2 separate regions of the Danio rerio genome follow, and region 2 is linked to region 1. The links are chromatin contacts, called in public HiCAR-type maps. All regions are on one chromosome and are shown on one strand. The core of a region is the stretch at or near the end of the contact, and the rest is flanking DNA. Distances in the headings are between cores, read along the strand shown. Region 1 overlaps si:dkey-250d21.1. Region 2 overlaps uvrag (UV radiation resistance associated gene).

Region 1 (5,907 bases), core at 2,784-5,283:
AACAGAAAAAAATACAACTTAAACTGGTTTGGAACAACTCTAGGGTGAGTAAACAATAGCATTTTGTGGTAGCGTGTGTGTGTACTATTGCTTTAAATACAGAAATAACTGACTAATGCATTCTGCTGTTGTGTGAACATGGCCTGTTATAACAGGCTCTCACCTGACTTGCAGATTTGTACTGTATATCTCCCCTTCTGAAGATTTAGGGAATTTGAGCGAAATGAAAGAATGGAGTTAGCTGTCTGGGTGGTAAGGGCACAGACTTGGCAAAAGCTTTGGGTCTAGATGAACACTGATCTACTAAGGCGGTGGAGATTAACAGGGCAGAAAGAGGTAACAAGTAGAACAATAGATAAACTGTACGGACACATCTGTTTTTGATCAATAGCCTGCAGTAGGATTAAAGCAAAAAAGAAACCAGAGTACCAGGCTCGGTTATAAGTAGTAAGTACTATAGCCACTCCAATCTGAAAGCAGAGTAGTTGGGAGAAAAGGGAGCCAAAGTGGTAACCTAATCACTCCAAATCAGGAGAGAGGTAATCCTACTTGCCCTCCACTCTTACAGCGGGGCATTATTCATATCGACAGGCACTCTCAGACAACCTCAAAATCTCATAGGCAAATGAATCAGTGACACACACATTCTTAATACTCTTGATTTAGAAAGCCAAAAAGCACACAGTTATTTCAAGAATCCTAATAGGCATACTAATCTGTCAAAGATATGCCCATTTTACCTCCAACATACTCTGGGGGAGAAAGCCGAAACACTAAAACTCCTTAAAAACTCACAGGTTAATCCTTGGTATTAAATACATGAAAGATCTAATGTTAAGGTCTCGATTTACATGCAAAGTGCATGGAAAAAAATACAAAGAAAAATTCCAAGTGTTTCCGGATCTGACCGGCATATTTGACATCGGAATAACTCGAACCAAATGCGTTATTTGTTGGTGGTTCTGAGATTTTGACTAGGGATTGCTGCCGCGGAAACCTTGAAATAAAATCCTGTTAAGCCTTCTGCCTCCCTCTCAGGAGTATAGTTAAAACCATGCTGTGCATGGACATGATTATGCACCGCCACAGGTCCTACGGCATGGCCCAGCATTGACTTCCAGCAGGAAACAAGCTCAGGAGTTCAATTAGGGCAATTCTTGGTTTGGCCAGGAGATTAGCAAATGATGTAATACAATGAAACAGTGAGTGAGGAAATATATAACATCATTTTTAATCAGTCATCTGATTATAAGATAATCTTATAACAACAAAAAATAGAATTAAGAGATTTGAGGTGGCTTTGTACACCCAGGTTGCAGGCATAGTTCACTCAAAATGATTGTGGTTCTAAACTTTTAGAATTTTTTTTTTTTTTATGTTGAAAAAAGGACTTTAATTTAACAATGCTGGAAACCAGCAGCCATTGACATCCATAATAAGAACAAAAAAATATTATGCAAGTCAATGGCTGCTGCTTTCCAACATTCTTTAAAACAAATTAATTTGTGTTCAACAGAAATGTAAAACATGTAAATGTATTCAGTTTTCATGTTTGGCATGAACCATACCTTTTACTGTGTCTATTAAAATTAGAACACATCATGCTACAAAAGAACCTCTCTTCTGAACCTCATTAGCATCATAGCATACTGTTATTGCTAATGAGTAAATGCAAAATATCGACTATGAAAATTAAATTTCACTTCAGAAGTGCTTTTATCTCTTGGTTTGCCGCTGGATCCCTCCTCACATATTGAGTAGACGCCAATGGGGCCTTAGTTTGCTGGACATTATTTGACTTTCAACAGCGCACATACATGGAGCTCGGTTAAAAGCTGTTAAGTCCTGGAATATAGCTTTTGATATGGTCAAATCTTTTGTTTCTAATTTCTAATGGACAGCTTTTCTGTTTTTAAGTACTTTATGTATATCTCATGATGTAATAGATATTTATTTGTACTTTAACTTCTACTCTTTATTTGGTTTGACTTTTTGTTTTCTTTTATTTCTTACAGCAATCTTTTAATTTCTGTTATTATAGAATATATGTCTACCTGGGTGGGGATTCGGGGTTGTTTAACAATAAAGTCAGCCATATGCTGTATTCTTTCTATATTAAACAAAAACTGAAATAATCAAAACAATTAGTCACAAAAAGAAGTGCTTTTTCCCCAGTGTTATTATTGCATATGGAGGAGCATATATTTGAATTAAAAGCTGATGTGGGAGAGTCTTGGAAAACTTGAAGAGTGGAGAACTCAGACATAATCCTGTCTGCAAACAGCGCTGGCCAGCCGACAGAGGAGACGGATCCGTTTGCTCTGTGGATCAGCATGGGGAACACGAAGAGATAGCTCTTTCACACCAAGCTGAGCAGACACAATCAGACTCTTGTTCAGAGAGAAGGCAGAGGGCAGCTCTGTATCGGCCTACAGACAGAGCATACATGAGCCCTCTTCAGTGTGATCAGAGCAGAGGATGCTCCAGATGAACACACCAAGCGAAACAACGTTCAGACTGAGTGCTTTTGGACATGAGAGAGAGAGAGGAAATGCACTATTCTCAGATAGCGGATCGCAAGAAAATAAAGTATCTCAGTATTTCAGCTGCTGTTAATGGCTCCTGAGGTATTAAGGCTCCTGTTATTAGCCTGGAAAAGGCTTACAAAACAATGTGTGTGTGTGTATATATATGTATGTATATATATATATATATATATATATATATATATATATATATATATATATATATATATATATATACATATATATATATATACGTGTATATATATATATATATATATATATACATATATATATATATATACATATATATATATATATACATATATATATATATATGTATATATATATATATATATATATACATATATATATATATATACATATATATATATATACATATATATATATATATATATACATATATATATATATATATATATATATATATATATATATACATATATATATATATACATATATATATATATATACATATATATATATATATATATATATATATATATATATATATATATATATATATATATACATATATATATATATATATATATAAGTGATCTTTGTGTAATATGTTCATTGTAAACTGTTTAAGTTGGACTTACATGGCCTTTTTAAGTTAAAGAAAAAAATGAACAATAATAGTACTGTATTTATAAAGAGCAGGTTGCAACTGATTTGCTAGCTATTTAAGTCGGATATGTCTTCCGATCTACAGTAAAGTAGCTAAAAGTAACAAAAATAGAAACTCACCTGACACTGAGTGTTGCAACTTTTTTTCTTCATTTGAATTTAAGGGGGGGCTAAAGATGAGAAAAATGAGTTAAATATTTAAATACTGTATATAACATTGTGCACAATGAGTATAACAAAACATTCACAACAATCTGGCCAGAAGATCACACAGATGATAATTTATTTCTTGTGGAAAATAGGGAGAAAATCAAAACCACCATGGTATGCAAAATGCATTTGTCGATGAAAGACGGACAAGGACTTGGCTTGTCAGGGCATTATCCAATGCCGCATCAAAAAATCCTTTGGGAAGCAATTGTTTTTGGGATAGACATGTGTTGCGCTATTGTCTAACCACTCTTTACCAATTAACAACAGAAAAGGATAAGAGTATGAATGCATTTGAACAAAATGGTTTGATTAAGAGTTGATTCTTTAAAAAAAAAAAAAAACGACATATTTGTCTTGGAGTAAACTTAGGCCCTTGGCGGAAACTTGAAAGTCCTACTCTATGGCGAAAAGAAATAAAAATCAAGTATCTTGCATTCTTAAAGAAATAGTCTTCATTGATTTCAGACCACTACTCTACTACTTTCTTTGGACGGCAAGTCATAGTCATCTTGACTCTGTCATCCTGCCACAATAAAGTGATAAACAAGGGCTTGATTGATTTGTAGTTGCAATTACTGTGACGTTGTCTGTTAATAGCTTTATGTTCCTGGCTTTTCAACCACATCTACTGCCGCTCTCACAAGATATGACCCTAAAAGGTCAAAAGCTCTAGTCCCCAAGGGTGAATCATAGGTCCAAGGTTACATGGAAATGAGAGACTGATTGCTTCTCAACGACATTTCAAATTCTACTCCTGAAAACAATATTCTGTGATGGATCTGCAGTCCATGAACCAAGGGGTTAAAGAATGACTGCAAATCATCAACAGGCTACAGGGGGCCAAAGCTACTTTTTGAAAAGCCTAAACTCTTTTTTTAAAAAGCATTATAAAGTGGAGACATTAATCATTAACTACGTTGACTTAGTGGGAGAGTAGAGGAAACCGGCAGGAAGTAGTGAACAGAAACAAGATTTTTCTTAGTTTAAAGAAAGAAAAAATGGCAAAGGATAAATCAGTACGCATTAAAGAACTAAAATCTACCTAAGTAAGGTACTAAATAAATAAGGACAATGACATGAGATGTTAGACAACAACCACAAAATTGTTAAATATTATACCATTAACAATGGAGTGAGTGGCTATTATTAAATAAAACAATAATGAACCTGCCAGCATTACATTCATGGCATTGGAGAAAATGAAACAAAATCTAATCAATCACTAATTAATAAATTTCAAAGACATTTTTCTTGATTTATAGTGACTAAATGAATCTTCTTGTTAAATTAGTGGAGGTAAAAATCCTAGTGCAAAAATGGATGAACCATTACTTACTAACAAGTACTCCCAAAACTGGGAAAGGCATACACTGCCATCTTGTGAACACCCTTAAACATTACAGCGTCAGACAAAAACTTTAAAATAAATGCATGGCTTATTTTCAACAATTTTGTTTATTTTAGTCAAATATATATGAATGCTTCCTTCATGAGGAGGGCTTATGGGAGAAATGTTTACAGAAAAATCCATTGATCTAAATAAAACTGCAAACAAATCAACCATTGTAACACATAATGATACAGAGACAGACTCGTTTTTTGTTTGTGCCATGGGATGACATTGTGACAATATAACACAACCAGCGTAATTCATTGTGATGAACTTCCCCCCCAATGCATTTTAGAGGATTTACGTGATTTGAAGTCTTTAAAAGTTCCTGAAGATATTCGGAAATTTCCAAAAAGTCTGGGGTGAAAATGTCCATCCAGACTTTTTGTCTCTTGATTTAAAGACTTATGTAGGGTTTTTGCATAAAGGCACAAAGCAGTAAGAGCCCACAAGGGCATCCTATTCTCTCTCTTTCTTTCTTTTTTTTTTTTTTTTTTGGCAAGACATTGGTCCCAATTGGCAGTCCTCTTTTTTCATGCCACATATGTAAAAGGAAAAACAGATAATAATAAAAAAAGACAAAACACCAATAAAACAATCATGTGATTATACTTAAAGTGTACAGGTCTAATTTGTAATCATTAACTAATAAAACAAACATACTGAAACCTACAGTCAGATGTGATCTACAGTTTAGCGAATACAGTGGGACATTCTGAAGTTTCAGCAGTGTATGACATCCTAAAGGACAGCTTGTTTGAGGTCAACTAAGCCAAGCCTATTACAGAGGGTACAGCTCAGAATTCACCTTTCCTTGTCTACTCTGCATGCTGGAAAAAGGCAGGACTGCAAGGAGCCGAAGGATGGTTAAAATGTTGGGAAAAGTCTGGATGTCAGAAACTTTCAGTGTGCCAAGGACGGTGTCAGGTAGGTGTTGATGAGTAGCGATAGAGTCTTGCCACCTGTCCCTCCACCTTTGCAGCTCAGCCTGTAAGGAGCTTGGGTCAGGCAAGTCATCCTTAAACACTTTGACAAACTCTGTGTCCTTGCAGCATCCTTCCACTTTGGACATGACATAAGGCACAACCTGCAAGCAGCGAAGAGCAGACAGAACATCCAGGGAGACTC
Region 2 (5,880 bases), core at 3,197-5,696, 370 kb before region 1:
GTTCAATAAAAGTCCTAAAAACAAATCAAAGATCAGTTGTTCAAAACTGATATTTAATATTGAAATTTGTTGTGTTAATTGTTTTTTACATGCACTTGTAAAAGTTAGTTACAATTATGTTTTGAATGCATTGTAATGTTGAATTTATTATTATTATTATTATTATTAATAATAATATTATTATTATTATTACTATTATTACTAGAGGTGTCAAATTGAATTGTTTCTTCGGTGCATCGCAATGCAGAGGTGGACAGTAATAGAGCCTAATTGGTTTTTATGGACTGACGTCATTTAATTTATACTGTATGTGCTATGGCGCGGTTGAATACTGTAGCGAGGGAGGCAAGCACGAGTTATTAAAACGCAGAAACTCTGAACAATTCTCTGCATGTGTTTGCTGGACAGTCTGTCACTTACATTGAAGTTACAGCAGAAGCCCCTATTTCACTGCTGTGGCGATAATAAAAGTAAACTCTAATTCTCTTGGCGTGATGTTTGCTCTCTTGTCGGCTGTTATAGCGATACTTGTGGATCCAGACACGAGCGTTTAAATGATACATTTTAATACAAGACTTCTTGTGCATTATTGTGTATGGAATGCACAATGGAATGTGTGTGTGTGCGTACGTGTTTTTGTAACATCAGGACACAAAACTGTATAATGACATGGGTATGACACGGGTATTACAATAAGGAGGTGAAATATGAGGACATTGGTGACACACATATTTTGTGCATATAATTAAAATTTAACATTATTTAAGATATTTGAAACTCCCCTTGAAACTAAAAAAAAAAAAAAAACATTTCTAATTTGCCTAAATTCTAAGCACATTATAATCAACAGTGCAGAAACTACACATGCCTTTAATTTAAGTGTTCAATATTTTATTCTGAAAGGGGGCATAAATCTAGACTGACTATTTTATGTAATAATTACACTTAAAGTACTGTGTTTAAAAAATAACATAATAAATTCATAATTTTATCAATACATGAAATAATATACTTTTTGTTGAACTTTTTATATAACTTTATAATAAAATTTGATATAACTTTTTATATTTTTCTATATTTCATTTTTGCATTTTGTAAATAGAACTAATTATAGAATTCAAATCTTAAATCTGAAATTCAGATCAATTCTAAAAAAAATAAGTTTGAATAAAATGCTGTTTTTATTGACATTAGTCTACATGAAACGTTGACGTAGACCATGTTCATTTAGTACTCCACATTCAATTCTCCGTTGGCATGTGCTGTAGAGGTGAACGTGCGCTTAATGTTTTTCCCTTTCTGTTGCTTTGGATGGTCGTAATGTTTTAATACAAATTTATGTAAAGCTCATAATGTAGCTCGGTCCCGAAGCTGTAGTAATGTCTGGTCAGCTGGATTTGAGTAACTCCTCGCTGTGAGTTGGAGGAACTGAACTTTTTGCGGGCCTAAAAAACAGCAAATCTGCAGCTTACATCTAGACCTCCTGTAGCTGCCTTTTCCAGAAAGATTTTCCCCGTTTGGTCCAGTTACAGAATACATGAATAAATGAATGCTTTTTGGCTCACATTAAGAAATTATATTTTTTCGTTGATTAATCAGCATGCTTGGGATTTGTCACACAATATGTAAAATTTGAAAAAACGATGAAAAAATACTCTTTTTATTTATTTATTTTTAAATTTTTTTTAATCAAGATTAACATATGGAAATGTTTATATTTGACAATAACTAGCATAAATGTTTGTTTTTGAAAATAAATTACTATGAATCACTGTAATTTGAAAGTGCCCATGTTAACAATATCATTATGGCCAGTAGTGCACAAATGGATCAGCCAGTGGAAAAAATACATTCATTGGCTGGTAATTAAATATTTTTATTTATTAATAATGCTGATACAGATGTTGCAGACCTCACTCTGGAGGTCTTTAAACTGAATAAAAAACAGAGAGAAACAGAGAGTTGGTCTTAAGCTGTGCTGTCCTCTTTGTTGACTTTAATCACACATGGCATTAAAAGCCATGACATCTCAGATATGACATGTATAGAAAGATGTATAATATATACAAATATATGTGTCAAATGCAGGATCATCAAACAATAACAGTATCACATGCTAACAGCAGATTATCATTTAAAAATCAATTAACAAACCAGAACCAGAAACAAGAATAGTTTAGTTTTTGTTTGTTTTAATTAAGTAGTTTGAACAAACAATATGCTGTATATTAATATCTTTTTCTTCCAATCCCAACACACAAGAATGCCACAGAGTTTGTGCTTCTTATTATGTTGTTTTTCAACTATTGTTTAAGACATCTCTTAGTTCTATTTCCATTCAGTGTCAAAAACACTTATATATGTATTTTAAGTATTCACTTGAGCATCATCTCTGTTCTCAGTGTCTGCTATGCTTTGTTTAAGAATCCAATCCCTCTTAACCCCACCTTTTTGTGAGCCTACTAAACTCTGTTTGGTCAGTTGGCCCAGTCTGTTTTGTAAGCGGGCCACTTATAGTGAGTTGGAAAATAAATGGTCTTTACCATATCAGAGCTTCTCCAGACACCTCATCGGTACTTGATATGAACCGTAACAATGACGTCGGTTTTACTGTATCAAGTCAAGCCAATGCCCTAATCCTGCTGGCCTCTTCTTTCTTTCGAGAGACAGTAACTCTGTAATATTTATTGTTCAACTTAAGCCTTGCAAATATGACAAACCAATATGCCAGGATGCATTCAACGATTTCAAGATGAGTTTTTTTGGGGGGTTATGGCTATAACAATGCATTGAACATAGATTACAATATGCAGACACGAGAATATGCAATGAAATATTAATACAAATACAATAGTCAAAATGAAAGAAAGAAACTAAAAGAAAAAGGTCATCATACTAATCATACTAATAGCTTAAGATTCATGTATAAACCTAGTGTATTTTGCTTAGCTATTTTTCAATCCAAGTAACAAATCAAATATAATGTTTCATAACAAAAGATTTGGTCAAGATGAAACTAGGGCTGGGCCAATAAACATATTTTATCGAAGAGCGATAAAATTTATGTCAATACCAATGATAAACAATGATTTTGTTTACTCTTTATTGATCTAAAAGCCATTCACACAGTAGAAACGTGTAACAATGGGAATCTTAAAAGTGTGTTTTTTTTTTTTTTTTTGGTCACCGAAAATTTATCATCTGAATATGTAATGCCATTTAATGGACCCTCTAATTTTTGTGGCTTCAGTCATTGTTGCGGTATTCTTTTAAATCTGGAAGTATTAACAACTTATATTGAGATATACAGTTCAAGTCAGAATTATTAACCCCCCCTGAATTATTAGCGCCCCTGTTTATTTTTTTTCCCCAATTTCTGTTCTGGGAAGATTGTTTCAGCACATTTCTAAGCATAATAGTTTTAAAAAATTATTTCAACTGATTAAATTTATCTTTTCCATAATGACAGTAAATAATATTTTCATTCATTCATTCATTAATTTTCTTGTCGGCTTAGTCCCTTTATTAATCCGGGGTCGCCACAGCGGAATGAACCGCCAACTTATCCAGCAAGTTTTTATGCAGTGGATGCCCTTCCAGCCGCAACCCATCTCTGGGAAATATTTACACACACATTCACATTCACACTCATACACTACGGACAATTTAGCCTACCCAATTCACCTGTACCACATGTCTTTGGACTGTGGGGGAAACCGGAGCACCCGGAGGAAACCTATGCGAAGGCAGGGAGAACATGCAAACTCCACACAGAAACGCCAACTGAGCCGAGGTTCGAACCAGCGACCCACCGACCTTCTTGTGGTGAGGCGACAGCACTACCTACTGTGCCACTGCCTCGCCCCGTAAATAATAATATACTAGATATTTTTCAGCTAACCCTAACCCTAACTTTTACAGTTACAGTTTTAACTGTAGATCTCCACCACTGCATTAGACTATTTATGTAAGCACTGCTATTTTGCTTTTAACCACTTTTTAAGTACTCTAATCGATAGTATTTTCCAATTTTACCTGATAAATTCATGCTTATTGTCATTCTTTTGACTTGACACATTGACAGAACAAATCAACTCAACTACAGAGTTACAACTAAAGTACAAATCTATTCACATTTCAGACAGAACCCCTTCTTTCTAATTGGAGACAATAACTCTACTTATCATCCACCTTGATCTTTGCTTTTTAAAAACAGCTACGCCAAAAATGTATTTTTAAATGCGACTCTTATTGAGCAGAAATGATCACGGATGATGTAAGGGCGAAGTGTGCAAAGGGATCGTTCGTACTTGGCAAACACCAGGCAGGAATGTCAGAGCTCAAAATATTTCCATTGAGCACAATCTTATCAGCTCCTCTAGTGCTGGAGACAATGGCGATCTCTGAGGTGTGTGGAGACGGAGGCGTGTGTTGACATTCTCCTGCTCTCAGCAGCAGGTACGGGTTCACTGTCCATTACAGGCCTGTTTGTTTGCTTTTCCGTTCAGGCTCACATCCCTACCAGTTGTTTGTGCTCTGGATTTTTTCCGTATCGTGTCACTTGCTCATTGTGCAGCAAAACACTTTTTGTTTCTTTTCTTCTTTTTTTGTTGATAGATGTAGGTGAACTGATGTGGTGTGTTTTTTTGTGAGCACCACCCAATATATATACGTATATACATATGTATATATGTATATATACATATGTATGTATATATATATATATATATATATATATATATATATATATATATATATATATATATATATATATATATATATATATATATATATATATATAATGTATGTTTGTATGTATATAAATATATATATATATATATATGTGTATATATGTGTGTATATGTGACAGTAATTGTTTTATACTGAAACTTGCCTTAAAAATGCGCTTCCTTGGTCTCCTTATCCATATTTCTTTGCATGTTGAACACACGTCGACCACAACAGGAAATAAAAAAACTGCAGCTGCGTTAATCGCATGCGTTAACACACTAATTTTGACAGCACTAATATATATATATATATATATATATATATATATATATATATATATATATATATATATATATATATATATATATATCTATATCTATATCTATATCTATATATATATATATATATATATATATATATATATATATATATATATATGTGTGTATATATATGTGTGTTTTGTGTTGTAAATTTAATTTAATTTTTTTATTTATTTTAATTTTTTTTTTGAGCAAGATGTTAATGGTCCAATCCGATTCAGTGATCTATGCTAAACTAAGCTCAAAGTATACCGCCAGACCCGGAGATCGGCTAAATGGATTAAAAAATGGTAAAACTCAACTGTGTAACTCTGGGTGACTTGTAAAATGATCCTATTTCTTGAGAAGAGATATTGTTCCTTCAAATATTTAAACTAATGATTCAATAATGATTATAAAATAATCAGCAGAGCAAAGACTTTTTTTTAACAAATAGGTTTTTTTTTTTCCAAGTTCCTTTCACTCTGCATTTTAGAAAATAGCAACTTTTCTTTTCCCGTTGGTCTTAGTGCACAATGTAACTACAGAAAAGTCAAGCTTTAAATAGGAAAAAGTATCAAAATAACATTTTTTTAGCATTGAGATGCTAATGGTCTAATCCCATTCAATGATTTATGCTAAGCTAAAAGTGCTTCTGCCAGACCCCGAGATCGGCTGAATGGATTACAAAATGGTAAAACTCAACTGTCTAACTCTGGTTGACTTGAAAAATGAGCCTATTTCCAAAAGAGTGGAGTGTTTCTTTACATAATAAACAAATAATCCAAAATAATGAGCAGAATTGCTTGCTCTCTGGATTTTTTCGTGTCACATAACTTTCTCACTTTGT

The links. HiCAR-type assays count read pairs that join an accessible place to other places.
Region 2: a HiCAR-type map of caudal fin shows a contact between it and region 1, with 14 times the contacts expected there. The contact joins two enhancer-like sites. A contact is called at or near these places in 7 of 18 Hi-C or Micro-C datasets (caudal fin, embryo, fibroblasts and 2 more) and 1 of 4 datasets of contacts at active chromatin or transcription factors (caudal fin).

The regions. Positions count from the first base shown.
Region 1 is chr10:37,080,772-37,086,678 of GRCz12tu, reverse strand. si:dkey-250d21.1 reads right to left here. Exons shown (of 14, transcript XM_002663575.8): 14 at 4,826-5,907. The coding sequence ends at 5,561. It also overlaps a transcript of lhfpl6 not described here. Among named protein-coding and RNA genes, the nearest start is that of si:dkey-250d21.1, 19 kb to the right of the region's middle. Within about 2 kb of position 4,033, at least 9 of the 62 cell types and tissues checked have an H3K27ac peak or open chromatin away from gene starts, as enhancers often do.
Region 2 is chr10:37,448,402-37,454,281 of GRCz12tu, reverse strand. All of the region lies in intron 6 of uvrag (UV radiation resistance associated gene), which reads left to right. Among named protein-coding and RNA genes, the nearest start is that of uvrag, 43 kb to the left of the region's middle. Within about 2 kb of position 4,446, at least 6 of the 62 cell types and tissues checked have an H3K27ac peak or open chromatin away from gene starts, as enhancers often do.